Regions from separate parts of the Sus scrofa genome. Here all the other regions are linked to region 1. The links are chromatin contacts, called in public HiChIP or PLAC-seq maps. All regions are on one chromosome and are shown on one strand. The core of a region is the stretch at or near the end of the contact, and the rest is flanking DNA. Distances in the headings are between cores, read along the strand shown.

Region 1 (4,116 bases), core at 1,076-3,575:
TCCAGAGCCACTGGGCAAGGCCTGCCTCACCACAGGGTCGGGGAGGCAGGAGAAGTGAGGCAGGCCGGCTGCCGGTTCTGCGACCAGACGCATGGTTTCCACCAAGGAGACAAAGCATTGCTAACGCTTTGGGTCACTTAGCACAGACCAGGTGCTCAGTGCCTCACACGTCCTTGGAATTCTCAAGATTAACCCTCCAAAACTGGCCCTAGTTTTTCTTAATTTATAAAGGAGAAAAATGAACTCAAGAGAATGACCTTGCCAAGGTCACACAGCAGACAGGCGACTGGGATGATATTTAAACACGGCCTATCTCAGCATCCACCGTGACTTCAGGTCTCCACCAACCCAGGAGTCATTCTGCACAGCAGCAGCGGAGCACAGGGTGGGTGCAGCTTCAGCCCAGCCGCACAGGGCGTCACCTGTGGACTTGGGGTATTTACCCGGAGTCCCTGTGCCTCAGTTTCCTCCTGCTGATTGGCACACTTTGCTTTGTGCCACAAAGGGTTGTTCATGAGAACCTGAAGCTCAGGGCCTGTACCTACCACATGGTAAGCGTTTAATCAGCGCTTCCTACCCTCATTAGCAACAGATGTTCTGTTATACTCAGCCCGCCCTTGGGTGTTTCCGGGCGGGCAGGAGCATGATGGAGTCTCTAAACTGGGTTTGGATTCTGGCAGAGAGTAATACTGCTGTTTTTAATATGAGCACAGGCACGTCTACTCTCTGGCCTGGAAACATTAAAACAGTGGGTGCAAGTAATACATTTTTAGAAACCATATCATTCAGGAGAAAACAATTTTCACAAATTAAAACCCGTGAACTTCCCATACAGTGCCTTTATTCCTGCAGAGATGACAGAGTCCGTACAAATAACCGCCAGCATGTTTGGCACATTTAGGCTCAATTATACACTGAGATGCAAAGAGAAGAGACAGGTCCCAGGATATTCAGGGGTTTCTGCGGGACATCATTCTACAGATTCTTCTGTTTGGAAGAGCGTCGTCTGATGTCTACATTTCCTTAGCTATATTCCTTGCTCGGATCTGGACACTGGCACCTCATCCTTCCCAAAGCACTCCACCTGCATAGCTCTGTCTATATAAACATTTTTTCCTGAGATTGAGCTTCAAGTGAAAACTGCTAGCTGTTACCTCCATCTCTTAATGTGACACTTCAGGTTCATGCATGGTTAATTTTGCAAGGTTATCTTTACAAAAATGCACCAGAGAGCATTAGGAAAGTAGAGATATTTTAAGGTATATTACAATTATGAACCGCAATGAGGCCTCTAGTTAATTAAACCATAACATCAGTTAGTAAAGATGTGGTAGCCGATAGGATTTCACGAATCCCCATAGAGTAAACAGAGCCTGTTGACAGAGTATTGATTTCTAAGCAGATGAGGGCAGTGGCATCAACCACAAACGACTCAGCCTTGTTCAACCTTTGTGCCACAATTCCGGAAGCAAGGCCACAGAAAGCACCCGAGAGACAAGGTGAAGTGTGCTGGCTGGCAGAATCGGATCACAGGCATCCTCAAGAAGCTAGAATGAAGACGTGGCGCTAGCAGTGCTAATCTTTTTGTTGTTTGTTTGTTTGTTTTTACTCTGCCTGTGGCATGCAGAAGTTCCCAGACCAGGGATTGAACCCTTGCCACAGCCGTGACCCGAGCCACTGCAGAGATGCCAGGTCTTTAAGCCATGGTGCCACCAGGGAACTCCTCACAGGGACGAATGGCACGTGCTTCTACTTAGGATCCTAAGCCTGGTGACCTCGGGAGTGAGCTGCTGGGAGTGGTCAGCACTTCTAGTGGGCTGCCCGGGAACACCCGTCCCTTGGACAAATGACAGAGGGACGAGGTGTGAGGAGAGCCATGGGCTGGTTCTAAAGAGGGGGCTGCTCAGCCTCGGGAAGAGGATGCTCAGCTGACTTTAACTCTAGGGGGCGGGGCACGACAAAGACAATCCTCCTCCGAGGTGTCGCCGCCCAGAGGACAGAGGTAGGGCGCCACACAGGTCATGCGCTCAAGACCAAGGCTTTCAAGCTACTGCGGCTGCTGAAAACATGGAACACAGACCATCTCCGGTCAAGGTGAGATTCCTGGAGTTGGAAGAGTTCAGACGGATGTCCGGGCTCCACCAGCCCTGCCCCGACCGACCGAGGCCCGGGCGGCTCGGCTGCTGCTTCCGGCCGCGAGTCCCGCGAGCTCAGGACCCGGAGGACGCGGAGCCTCGGTCCAGGGCCTGGCGCTCTAAGGCAGCGAGTGGGGTCACCGCGGGGCACAGCTGTGCTGGCGCTGTGACAGCTTAGAAAGCAGACAGCTGGGGGGCGGGGGCTGCAGGCACGGGTCTCTTGGGGGCCCGCCCACCGAAGCCGGAGGGCCTGGCAGGGCGGATGCGTTCGGGATGCCATGCGCACCACTGTTGACGCACATCCCGGTCCAGGAGGACGGGAGGGAGGCACAGCTGCGACCAGAGCCGCACGGGCGCTGTGCCCTCGCCAAGCACTTGGCATATGCTTATGTGAGCAAACTGCCGCTCAGAGGAAGGCTCGGGAGCTTCTAGTGCTTCCCCTTCTCAAGGAGCATGAGCAGGTGCTCAAGGTGCAAGCCGCTCCGGGGAGGCTGTGGACATGCTGCGGGGCTGGCGGACAGCGCACACTGGCCACCAAGTTCTCAATGAAAGCTGACCTCTTTCTGACAAAGCTGGACTGCAGCCAGTGCTCCTAGACTCAGCGTCTCTTAGAAAATTTTAGAAAGAAAAGATTAAAACCACAAGATGCAGCCCACCTTGTCACACAGGTGGGCCCTGAGACACCGCGCTTTCCAGACCACAGACAAAAGCGAATACGGCAGCAAAGCAAGTCACACGAGGCTCTGCTTTCCCAGTCCCCACACCGGCTATGTTTACACTATACTGCAGTCTAGTGAGTGTGCAACTGCCTATGTCTAAAAATGTTCAAGCCTTAATTTAAAAAAAAATAGTGTATTGCCAAAACATCAGCTGACAACACAGGGTTACCACAAACCTTCAATCTGTGTAAAAAAAAAAAAAAAAAGGAAAAGGAAAACCAAAAACAAAACAGTATCTTTGAAGCTCAATAAAGCAAAGTGCAATAAAATGATGTCTGCCCATATCTGTAAACCCTGGCACACTTAATACACTGATTTCATCTCTGAGATTTTTTTTTTTTAAAAAGTCATTAGCCTATTTTCTTCTATCAGAAATGTTCTAGTTATACAGTTGAAAATGGAGCTCCTTCCTCTTTGTTTTACTTTTTTTTTTAATTCCACATCTGTTCACAGAAGTTGGCAGAAGACCCTGGGAGGACTGTGAAATCGTGCTTTCTCACAGGGGATCCTGGGAGGGGGAACATGATTGTCAGCAGAGGGCGCCTCCCCCCAGCCGCACCTCAGCGCAGGCACAGCCTCCTGAGGCTGCCCCGAGTCTCAGGAGAGGCACAGCTGGTGACACCCGGACACCCCTGGCCCAAGAGAGTGGCTTTGACAGCAGCTCTCCAGGCTGCTAAGTGCAAAAGACTCTTTTTTTCTACCTGGCGCCTGAATTTGTCCTGTGCCTCTGGGACCCAGTGTCCTGCTCAGCTCTTTGAAGCAACGACTTTGTCTTTTCACAGTGAGGGGCACTGCCCTGACTTTCAAGGTTTGTACCATCACGCTGATGTCCGACGCTGAAGGCCAGATGGGGGCTGCTGATTCCTAAAAGAATGTAGCACTTAAAAAAAAAAAAAAAATCACCCACTCCACAGTCTAAAACCAAAGGAGTCAGATGGGGTCACGCTACCCCGGGACGGCCACCTGTTAAATCATCTGAAAGGCCCATGTAATTGATGAGACGTGGGGAAGAGCAAGCCCAGTCTTCACAGCGTTCTGGGCACGGGGTTGCCAGCAGCTGAATTCCAGAGAGTAACTCAGCAGAGGGATGTGGACAAGGCGACATGTGCGCGTGTGAGCAGAGCAGTCGAGAGTCCCTAAAGTGACCTCTGGGAGGCCACACAGGCTCCCTCCCCGTGCCTCCTGCAGAGACCAGGGTTCTGGCGGCCGCCACATGGCCCAGGAGTCAGAAGACTCAGCGAGACAGCCGTCCACGAACTCTT
Region 2 (4,116 bases), core at 687-3,186, 190 kb after region 1:
AGCCAGGCACACATTTTACAGAAGTCTGTGGCTGGTCTCCTGAAGGTCACTACCAGTCACAAGGAGCAGATGTCACCATGAAGGATTTTAGTGTTTTTCTAAATATGAGGAGATGCAAGAATTGGGCACATAATATCTTCTCCCAAGAATATCTGTCTACCTGAAGACCTGTTCTTCCAGTTTTCCCAGAGTCCTCCCTCCTGATTTTCACCCTGAGCTCTGCTCAGAGGCTGCTGCGGGTCAGCAGCTGCAGGGTCTCATGACTTATTCCATGGAGAGGCGGGTGGCAAGAGCTCACCGCTGCATTCCTGTAGTGCTGGGGAACTGGGACCACACTCATGCTTGCTTCTTCTGTGGTAACTGCATAGTTCCAGGTTTGTCTTCTCATTAGATTTTGAACTCAGTACAGCTAAGGACACAGTCTTTACCATTTTTGTGTTTGGAACAAGTGTCTTTTTTTGCAAGCCGAGTAGGGCCTTTGGTGCTTCGTTGCTTGATAATTGATTGTTGAATTCGTACACACTGAGCCCTGCGGTGGCCATGAGACTCTATCGGACAGACCAACTACAGAGCAGGTCATTGACCCAATTTCCTTAGCAGCCATGCTCTGAAATTTCCTGCCGAGTTTACCCAGTGCAGGTCCCCAGGCACCCCTCCCAGCCCATGACTTAATGCAGGCATTCCCGGGAGATGCTGGACCCTTTCCTGGCTAGCCTTGGCTGCAGGGCCTCCCTGCAGCCTTACAAAGCTTGCAAGTACGGCCAGCATTCCGGGGGTGCTTGCAACCCCTCCCCTACTCCTTCACTCGAGTAAGACTTGCATCATGCTGCCCACTCTGCCCCCCCAGCTTTTGTGCAGGTGCTTTGCTTCTTCCCTTCCCAGCAACTGCTTCTTAGAGGACCTGGACTAACGCAGGAAACGCTCTCCGTTACAGTCGGTCCTGGAGGAACACGATCACACGCCTTTGGGAGCTTAGAGGAGAGAAATGCAACAGTTCAAAAAATCAGGATATTGCTTCATGGACTCAGCTTTGTCACTGAGTTTGCCAGTGGTATTGGGGGGAAGCCTGTGGGAGGAGGAGGGGGAGGGATGGGAAAAGGAGCCTCTCATCCCTGCATAATGAACGGGTGAGTTTGCTTTTGAAATCTTCAGGCTCAGGTTTCTTTGAAGGGTTGGGTACACATTAATTTCTTCTCTTTATTTGCCCTTGAATTATTCATTCTGTTCCTTTTGTGCGGCTTTGTCCTGCGCGGAGACGGTATGCACAGTTGGGTTTTGTGACCTCCCTCTCTGACCCCTGGTCATCAGTTCATTCCTTCACTTCGGGTCCTGGGACTGCTCCCCACATCTCCTGCCATATCAACAGCAGGACAATGTGCAGTATCAGATTTGCTCTTCTTTCTCCAACAAACACTTTGGTTTGGCTCTTGTGATTTTGCTTTCCAGGCAGTCTCTTCTTGCCTCAGCTCAAGTTTCTCTTTTTTAAGAGTTTGGAACAAATGTATTTGAAAATATTCTTGTTTCCTGCAGTAAATCTATTTTAGGGCAAGTTTTCCATTCAAGCCCGGAGACCTGGTCTGCCCTCTCTAGGGTGGCACATCCATCTTTACGGCCTTGCTCTGTGTTATCCTGCCTCCCAGGAACGGGGTCAGGAGCCCCCGCCTCCCGCCGAGCGCAGGCAGGAGTCTGAAAATCGCGCGCCCCGAGGACGGTCCCTTGTTCCCAGGGGCAGCGCGTGAAGCCAGAGGCGGCAGCTGGGAAGGGACAAGGGAGACGTCAAATGACGCCACGGAGCGCCCGCGCCTTGGCTGAGGAAGGGGGAGCATCTGGGGCCGAGGCTCTGGGACAGACACCAGAGAAACCAGATGGAAGAGCAACAGAAAGTGGGCGGCAGGGCCTGGGGAGGTGCTCGGAGGCAGAGAGTTTGTCAACAGCGAGTCCTCAGGGAGGGCTGGCAGCGCCGGCCGGGCGGGAAGGAAGCTGCTAGAGGTGCCAGTCTGGTCTAGACATGCGTGGTGATTATTCCGGTGTGTTTCTCCTAGAACGAAGAGACTCCTCCAGACCTTTGTTTGTTTTGTTCAGTTTTAGCAGCCAGCACGCCAGGTCTCCGCGGGGCCCTGCTGCTGCGGAGCAGCCGGAGAGGGGCCGTGAGGCCTGCAGGCAGGTCCCCTCGGGCTGAGCAGAGCAGCCGCGGAGGCGCGGCCCTGGGGGTTCGCGAGGCAGCAGGCGGGGTGGGTCCGGGCTTCCAAGCTCCTCTGCCCGCCCTTGTCCGTGCTCGGCCCCGAAGCGCAAGGCGAAGGCAGCCGCAGGGCGGCCGTGCCCGGCTCTCCTGCCGCCCCCGCCTGCCGGGCGAGCCCAGCCCAGACGCGGGGCGCTCCGCAGACCCGCTCCGCAGACCTGCTCCGCGTTCAGCTTCAGCTCCTGCGGTTTTAAAAGCGCTTCACACACGTTGCTCTTTTCACAGGTTCCCCCCTTTGTATGGACGGCGGGGGACGGGAGCCTGTGACATTCGTGCGCCAGCCTGGCTCCCGGGCCTGGCTCCCAGCTCAGCCTGGGCTGCTCTGGCGCCTGGACGGCCAGGCACTGCTCTGGCTCAGGGCGAACAGCACTTGCGGCTTGCGGTCCACTTACTGCGTTTTCAAATCTGGTCCAAGCGGTGACCTCTTTAGTAAAATGGCCTCCAATTTTTGGTCTATGTTGACTCATATCCTTAATTTTCAACGATAAAGCAGCCCTTTTCCTATTTGTCTTCATGGCTACATTCTAATGGAGATTGAATGGCGCTTTTTACCTTTGTTTCTTTGGTTTGCGTTTTTGGTAACAACTAAGAAACAAATCTACTGCTTTGAATTTGGGTTTTCTCAAATGTGTTTTTCAAAGAACCGTCAGTGCTTCGTACAATTATATTACAGATCGTTTGAAGGCAAAAGGGCGAGGGTTGGCTCCCACAGCTGGTGCGTCATGGAAAGACCCCTGCTCGCAACCGCTGGCAGCTCAACTCTCACCCTTGATGCAAGACTGTTTCCTCCAGAGAAGAATGAAAGGAATGGGATAAAGGGGTTAGAGTCCATTTTTAGTTTTCCTATCCGCCTGGCTGTCAAAGCAACAAAATGTTAGAAGCTCTATTTGAAAGAAAATCACGTAGTACATTAATCTTTGTTATAATAATTATTTGTTAGTAGTACAATACTTTTCTGTTCTGATTGCCCCTCCGGAAGAAAAAGACCGCAGCCTTGGCTACTGACTCTCAGTATGTTCAGGGACCCTGGGGGGTGGGGGGACCTCTGAGTCCCCTTCAGAGGGTCTGAAAGGCGAGGATCCCTTTCAGGGCGGCACTGAGATGCTGTTTGCCTTTTCTCTCTCACTTTCTCAGGGGTGTATGATGGTGTTTTTCAAAGTCTGCTTGATATCCCAACAGATGAGTGCAGAGCCAACAAGGCACCCAGCTGTCTCCTGTCAAGACATTAAAGAGGCTTTGGCAAAATTGCGAAATGCTACTCTTCCCACTCATTTTTTGTTAAAAAATAGTTTTTTAAATACAAATGTTTTTTATTTTCATGTGCAATTTTTATTATTGTTATTTTAATGAATTCACTTTATAAAGTTATGCTTTGATTTTTGAGTACCGAAAATACTGGTAGAAATAACCCACGCATGTAGAGGCTCTTGCTGAAGTCCAGGCGAGGCGTGATGGCGTGTGGACCAAGGTTCAGACTCAGAGCCAGGGCTTTGATTTCGGAAGTGGTGAGAAGTGGCTGAGCAGTGGGTATTTACTACGGGGGTAAGGCGTGGCGCCAGGCTTCACCAAGGCCAAGTCAGGATGTCGGAGAGCCTTGATCAGAGAGCCTTGCTTTGTATCTCCCACCCTAAGACGGAAGGGAAGCATCTCCTCCACTGGCCTTGTGTCGCTTTCGGAGGAGCTCTGCTTGGAATCACTTACCTGCAGCTGTTGGCCTGCTGGAAAGTAGCTGTGAGCAATCACTAAGTTATTCACAGATTAAAATGAATATGTGGCTTAGGGCAACTGAGCTAGATGATAAATGACCACATGACGACCTGCATGTGGTAGCCAACTGATTTAGGAATACTTTCACTCTGATAAAGCCCTTTTCCTGG
Region 3 (4,116 bases), core at 1,011-3,510, 160 kb after region 1:
GTAGAAATTCAAAAACCAGTTGTGAGGTGACTCTGGGATAATGATGTGAGGGTCAGTCAAGTCTGAAGAAGGTTAATAGTGGAGCCAGATTCCCTCATCCCAGTTTATCCCACCGGAAATCAGACACACGATGCAACTAAGGGGATTAAAACTGCGCAATTGCGTAAGGACTGAAAAGAGAGCAGTAGCATGTACCTGTGGGAATACAGAATTTTTAGTATTTGGTAAATGCAGCATGTAAATCCGTGGTACAGCGCACCCCACGTGGTCCTCTCCTCTCCTGGAAACTGGAAGGGAAGTTAGCGTACCCCACAGGAGCCCGCCAGCCACGAGCACCGTCGCCTCCCGGCCATCTTCAGCGTCAGCGACGCCGTGCCGGTGCCTGTGGTGGGAGTATTGGCACTATAGACATTAACGAATGCTGCAATCAGGGACTTCCTTTGAGCCGTCCCAAACCTGTGAGCCAGTCACCTATCTACTGGCACTCGACTGCATACCTCCTGTGGAAATTCTCGCCTTACTGGATCAAGTCAGTTGAAAGTGAAGGATGAGAAAATCAAACTGAATTACATCGTGAGGACACGTGTTATTTGGCAAGCTGGGAGTTCAGAAGCCAAGCCCGAGCTGGTTGACTCAGTGCTCAATGCTGTCGTCAATGACAGGTTCTTTTCATGGCTCTGTTCTGCTGTTCACAGGATTTGCTTCGCCTTAAAGCTGGTTTCTTTTTTGATTGTTGGATGGACTGTCCAGTGTGGGGAGAGGTAGACCCTCCCCTGGACCACAGAACCTGTTTTTCCCCTTGCGTGACTGACACACTCAGGTCAAGACAGCAGATAAGGCAGGCTCAAGCCTCAGTCCCTGCAGCATCTGCGGGGATGCAGGGATTCGTGCGGCTGGCTGAATAAAGTCGGGGTTCTTCTAGGCTCAGATATTATCTCCTAGGTAGGCAAAAGAAGAGGATAAAAAAGAAAAGCTTCAAAATAATAGAAACAGTAAGTAACAGAAGCACATTTACATAAAAAGCAATGTGTGCATGTGCATGAGCGTGCATGTGTGTGCTTGTGTGTGTGTGTCTATATCCGATGTTGAGGTGCGTGGAGGGAGAAGGGGGAGGGAGAGGGAGCCATGGTCCCGTCGAGGGGTGGATCCAACCTGCTGTGTGGCTTTGAGCCAGAGGCCACGGCATCATGTCCTCGGGTCGTCGTCTGTGCAGGAAGGATAACAGGGTCTCCTTTACGGGGTTGTCGTGAGGTTAAACGGAAGGATGTCTGCAAAGCTCACAGGACGGTGCCCAGCAGATGCCAAACACTCTGTAAAGGAATATTGATGTTTCCCTTTCCTTTCCCTGTTATTATATGTGCACGTCTAGCTGAAAGGTGGATCGCGTTTGTTAGGTAATAAAGGAAAGTAGTGGCCAGGCAACGAGAGCGCCAGGCTTCGGCGAGGACCTAGTATATTCGGTGAGTGTGGGGTCCTCTGTGGGCTGAGGCAGTGGCTGGATGGGAGGGGCCCCGCCAGGGGACACTCACTGTCTGGCATTACAGCGTCTTTCAGGGTGTACTTTAAAGGACACAGTTTGTGCTTGTCTAAGAAACAAATGTAAAGGTACTTTTCCTTGCAAATATGATTTTGTACTTAGTGCAACAGAGTGAGGATTTTTCTTATCATCCCATTTATTGCCTTGAATGACCTATTCTTTCTTGTTATAGAGAGCCCACTGCAATTTGATAAAATGTTATCATATATATTTTAAAATTACCTTCAGCTTCCATGTCATATGAAACCACCTACCTGCCACTTTCAAAATATCCAGCCTCTGTGGAAGCTGTTGGTGTATGTTTTACCTTCACCGGCATAGGAACATTTTCCTTCAGTGGTCTTGAGTTTGCATGTGTTTTGACATCTTAGTTTTAAATTTAACGGTACATCATAAGCTCACATTTATATATTCCCCCAATACTGCCATGCCGCATTCATGTTATAGTGATCAGATGGACTCTAGGACGGGTCCCTGGGTTGTCAGCGCAGTGAGGTCCCCTCGCCTGTGCCTGGAAAGACCCTAAATTCTGCTGAGATGTGCCCTGATTCAGGAGCTGCTACACCCGTGCGTGCTGATGAGGGTTTTGTTTCTCTGAGTTAAGGAAGAAGCCAAGTCCAGGGCTGAGTCCAGGGCATTCCTGGCTCGGAGCGCGGCCAGGCTGTCCGTCTTCAGACGAGGGCTCCCGCCGGGGGAGGGACGGGGCACTGGGCTCCCCGCTGAGCCGGGCAAGGACAGGGCACAGCTGCTGGTGCTGTCGTGTGGGAGCTGATGCGGGAACACCATAGTGACAGAGGCGGCTGCCAGAGAACCCGGGGGGCAAAATCCTGCCTGAAAGGACAGGAAAGCAACACTGGCCAGTTGGTGCCCAAATGCCCATTAGGTAGAAGACAGAGTGGGTTACAGATCAATACGAAAAGAGAGAAAATGCAAATCAGTCGTCGTCCAGTGACTAAACAAATTATATTAAACCAACAAATAATTACCGGTCCCCAGTGTTTCCAGCGCAATGTGCTGGGAGACAGAGGGCCGGCCTGGGGAGGGACCGGACTCGGGGTCAAGCCCAGCTCTGAAGTTTGATGCGGACTTTGGCCAAACTCCAGTGCTCCTCTGCCATTCGATGGCACGTTTGTAAAGCACATAAAGTAAAAGTTTACCGTAAGTGAAGTATGCTGAAAATTAATGAAAACATCAGGTGTTTAGTGCTGGCAGCGTAATGAACAAGCCAGCACCTGCTCACAGAAACAAGAGACGGTTAAGAGATTAAGGCGGTCTGATGGAATGACACTCCCGGTTTTGTAAGATGACCCTCAAAAGGTGTTAACCGCTGAAGTCCCTTATGAATCATAAGAGAAAAGCTGATTTCTGTTTGTGTCGTTTTGATATCAGGTTTGCTATGTATTCCTTCAGGCACTCTATTTGGAGTACATAGCATGTGATAAATATTTAATTGTCTGAAAATTAAACTAACCAACATGCTCTACTTGTTCTGGATAAATAATTTGCTCTTATTAATTCTAATGTAAAAGCTATACTCTCGGGAGTTCTTGTTGTGGCGCAGCAGAAGTGAATCTGACTAGTATCCATGAGGATGCAGATTCGACCCCTGGCCTCGATCATTGGGTCAGGGATCCGGCTTTGCTGTGGCTGTAGTGTAGACTGGCAGCTGCAGCTCCGATTCTACCCTTAACCTGGGAACTTCCATATGTCACAGGTGCAGCCCTAAAAAAAAAAAAACTATATTCTCTTTTTTTTCCTGGTTATTTATTTTTTTTTATGTTTTCAATGTGGTTTATTTTTCTTCCTTTTATATCCCTTTGATTATTTTTTAAAATTTTTATTGGGGTATAGTTGATTTACAATGTTGTATTAGCTTCAGGGTTACAGGAAAGTGAATTTCTGATTATAAGAGAATGGTCCACTCAGTAGAAAACTTGGGAAGCAGGTGAAGCTATAGAAATGCAGAGAAGAAAATATCTATACCTCCACATCCAGGAAACAATTTTATTTAACATCTGGAATATTTTTTCTAGAGTTTTCCCCTTGCATTTTTTTAGGGTAATTGAATTCATACTGTACATAGTTTAAATTTTGCTTTGACTTTGTGTTATTTAAAGGTGTTTTCCCCTGGCAGAGGGAAATTAAATTAAATGTAATATTTTAAAGTTGCTTTCCATTTCATTGATATATTATGCTTTAATTGTCTATGACTGTATTATAGAGAGGTTTTTAATGTTTTCTTTATTAAAAATAACCCTGGGTTGGATTTGTTTGGCTTAAATACCTGTCCACATTTTAGATTATATAAGTTCCTCAGAAGTGGAATTACCGTGTCAGTAAGTATGAAAAATAACAGCATTCTTGTCAATATTGCCAAAATTCTTTTCAGAAAATTTCTGCTTGACGCTCACTAGCAGTTTCCGAGGGCATCCGCTAACCTCTGTTTATTTCCGCTCTGAAAACTAACATTTGAAATCACCTCATTTTAATTAAAAGGTTTTCATAATTAGGAAGCTGATACCTTTCAAATGCGTACTAACCATTTGTAGCTTATTTTATGTTGTGGTTTATTGGTTCCT

Evidence for each region. HiChIP or PLAC-seq counts read pairs in DNA pulled down with a chosen protein or histone mark.
Region 2: a contact with region 1 is called in an H3K27ac HiChIP or PLAC-seq map of skeletal muscle. The contact joins two enhancer-like sites. A contact is called at or near these places in 1 of 47 Hi-C or Micro-C datasets (epiblast stem cells) and 1 of 2 datasets of contacts at active chromatin or transcription factors (skeletal muscle).
Region 3: an H3K27ac HiChIP or PLAC-seq map of skeletal muscle shows a contact between it and region 1. The contact joins two enhancer-like sites. A contact is called at or near these places in 1 of 47 Hi-C or Micro-C datasets (omental adipose tissue) and 1 of 2 datasets of contacts at active chromatin or transcription factors (skeletal muscle).

The regions. Positions count from the first base shown.
Region 1 is chr9:139,381,555-139,385,670 of Sscrofa11.1, reverse strand. All of the region lies in intron 1 of EGFR (epidermal growth factor receptor), which reads right to left. Among named protein-coding and RNA genes, the nearest start is that of EGFR, 81 kb to the right of the region's middle. Within about 2 kb of position 2,325, at least 16 of the 83 cell types and tissues checked have an H3K27ac peak or open chromatin away from gene starts, as enhancers often do. A contact at or near this core is called in skeletal muscle, where this site is marked.
Region 2 is chr9:139,188,016-139,192,131 of Sscrofa11.1, reverse strand. No RefSeq gene overlaps it. Among named protein-coding and RNA genes, the nearest start is that of SEC61G, 54 kb to the right of the region's middle. Within about 2 kb of position 1,936, at least 30 of the 83 cell types and tissues checked have an H3K27ac peak or open chromatin away from gene starts, as enhancers often do. A contact at or near this core is called in skeletal muscle, where this site is marked.
Region 3 is chr9:139,225,210-139,229,325 of Sscrofa11.1, reverse strand. No RefSeq gene overlaps it. Among named protein-coding and RNA genes, the nearest start is that of EGFR, 75 kb to the left of the region's middle. Within about 2 kb of position 2,260, at least 5 of the 83 cell types and tissues checked have an H3K27ac peak or open chromatin away from gene starts, as enhancers often do. A contact at or near this core is called in skeletal muscle, where this site is marked.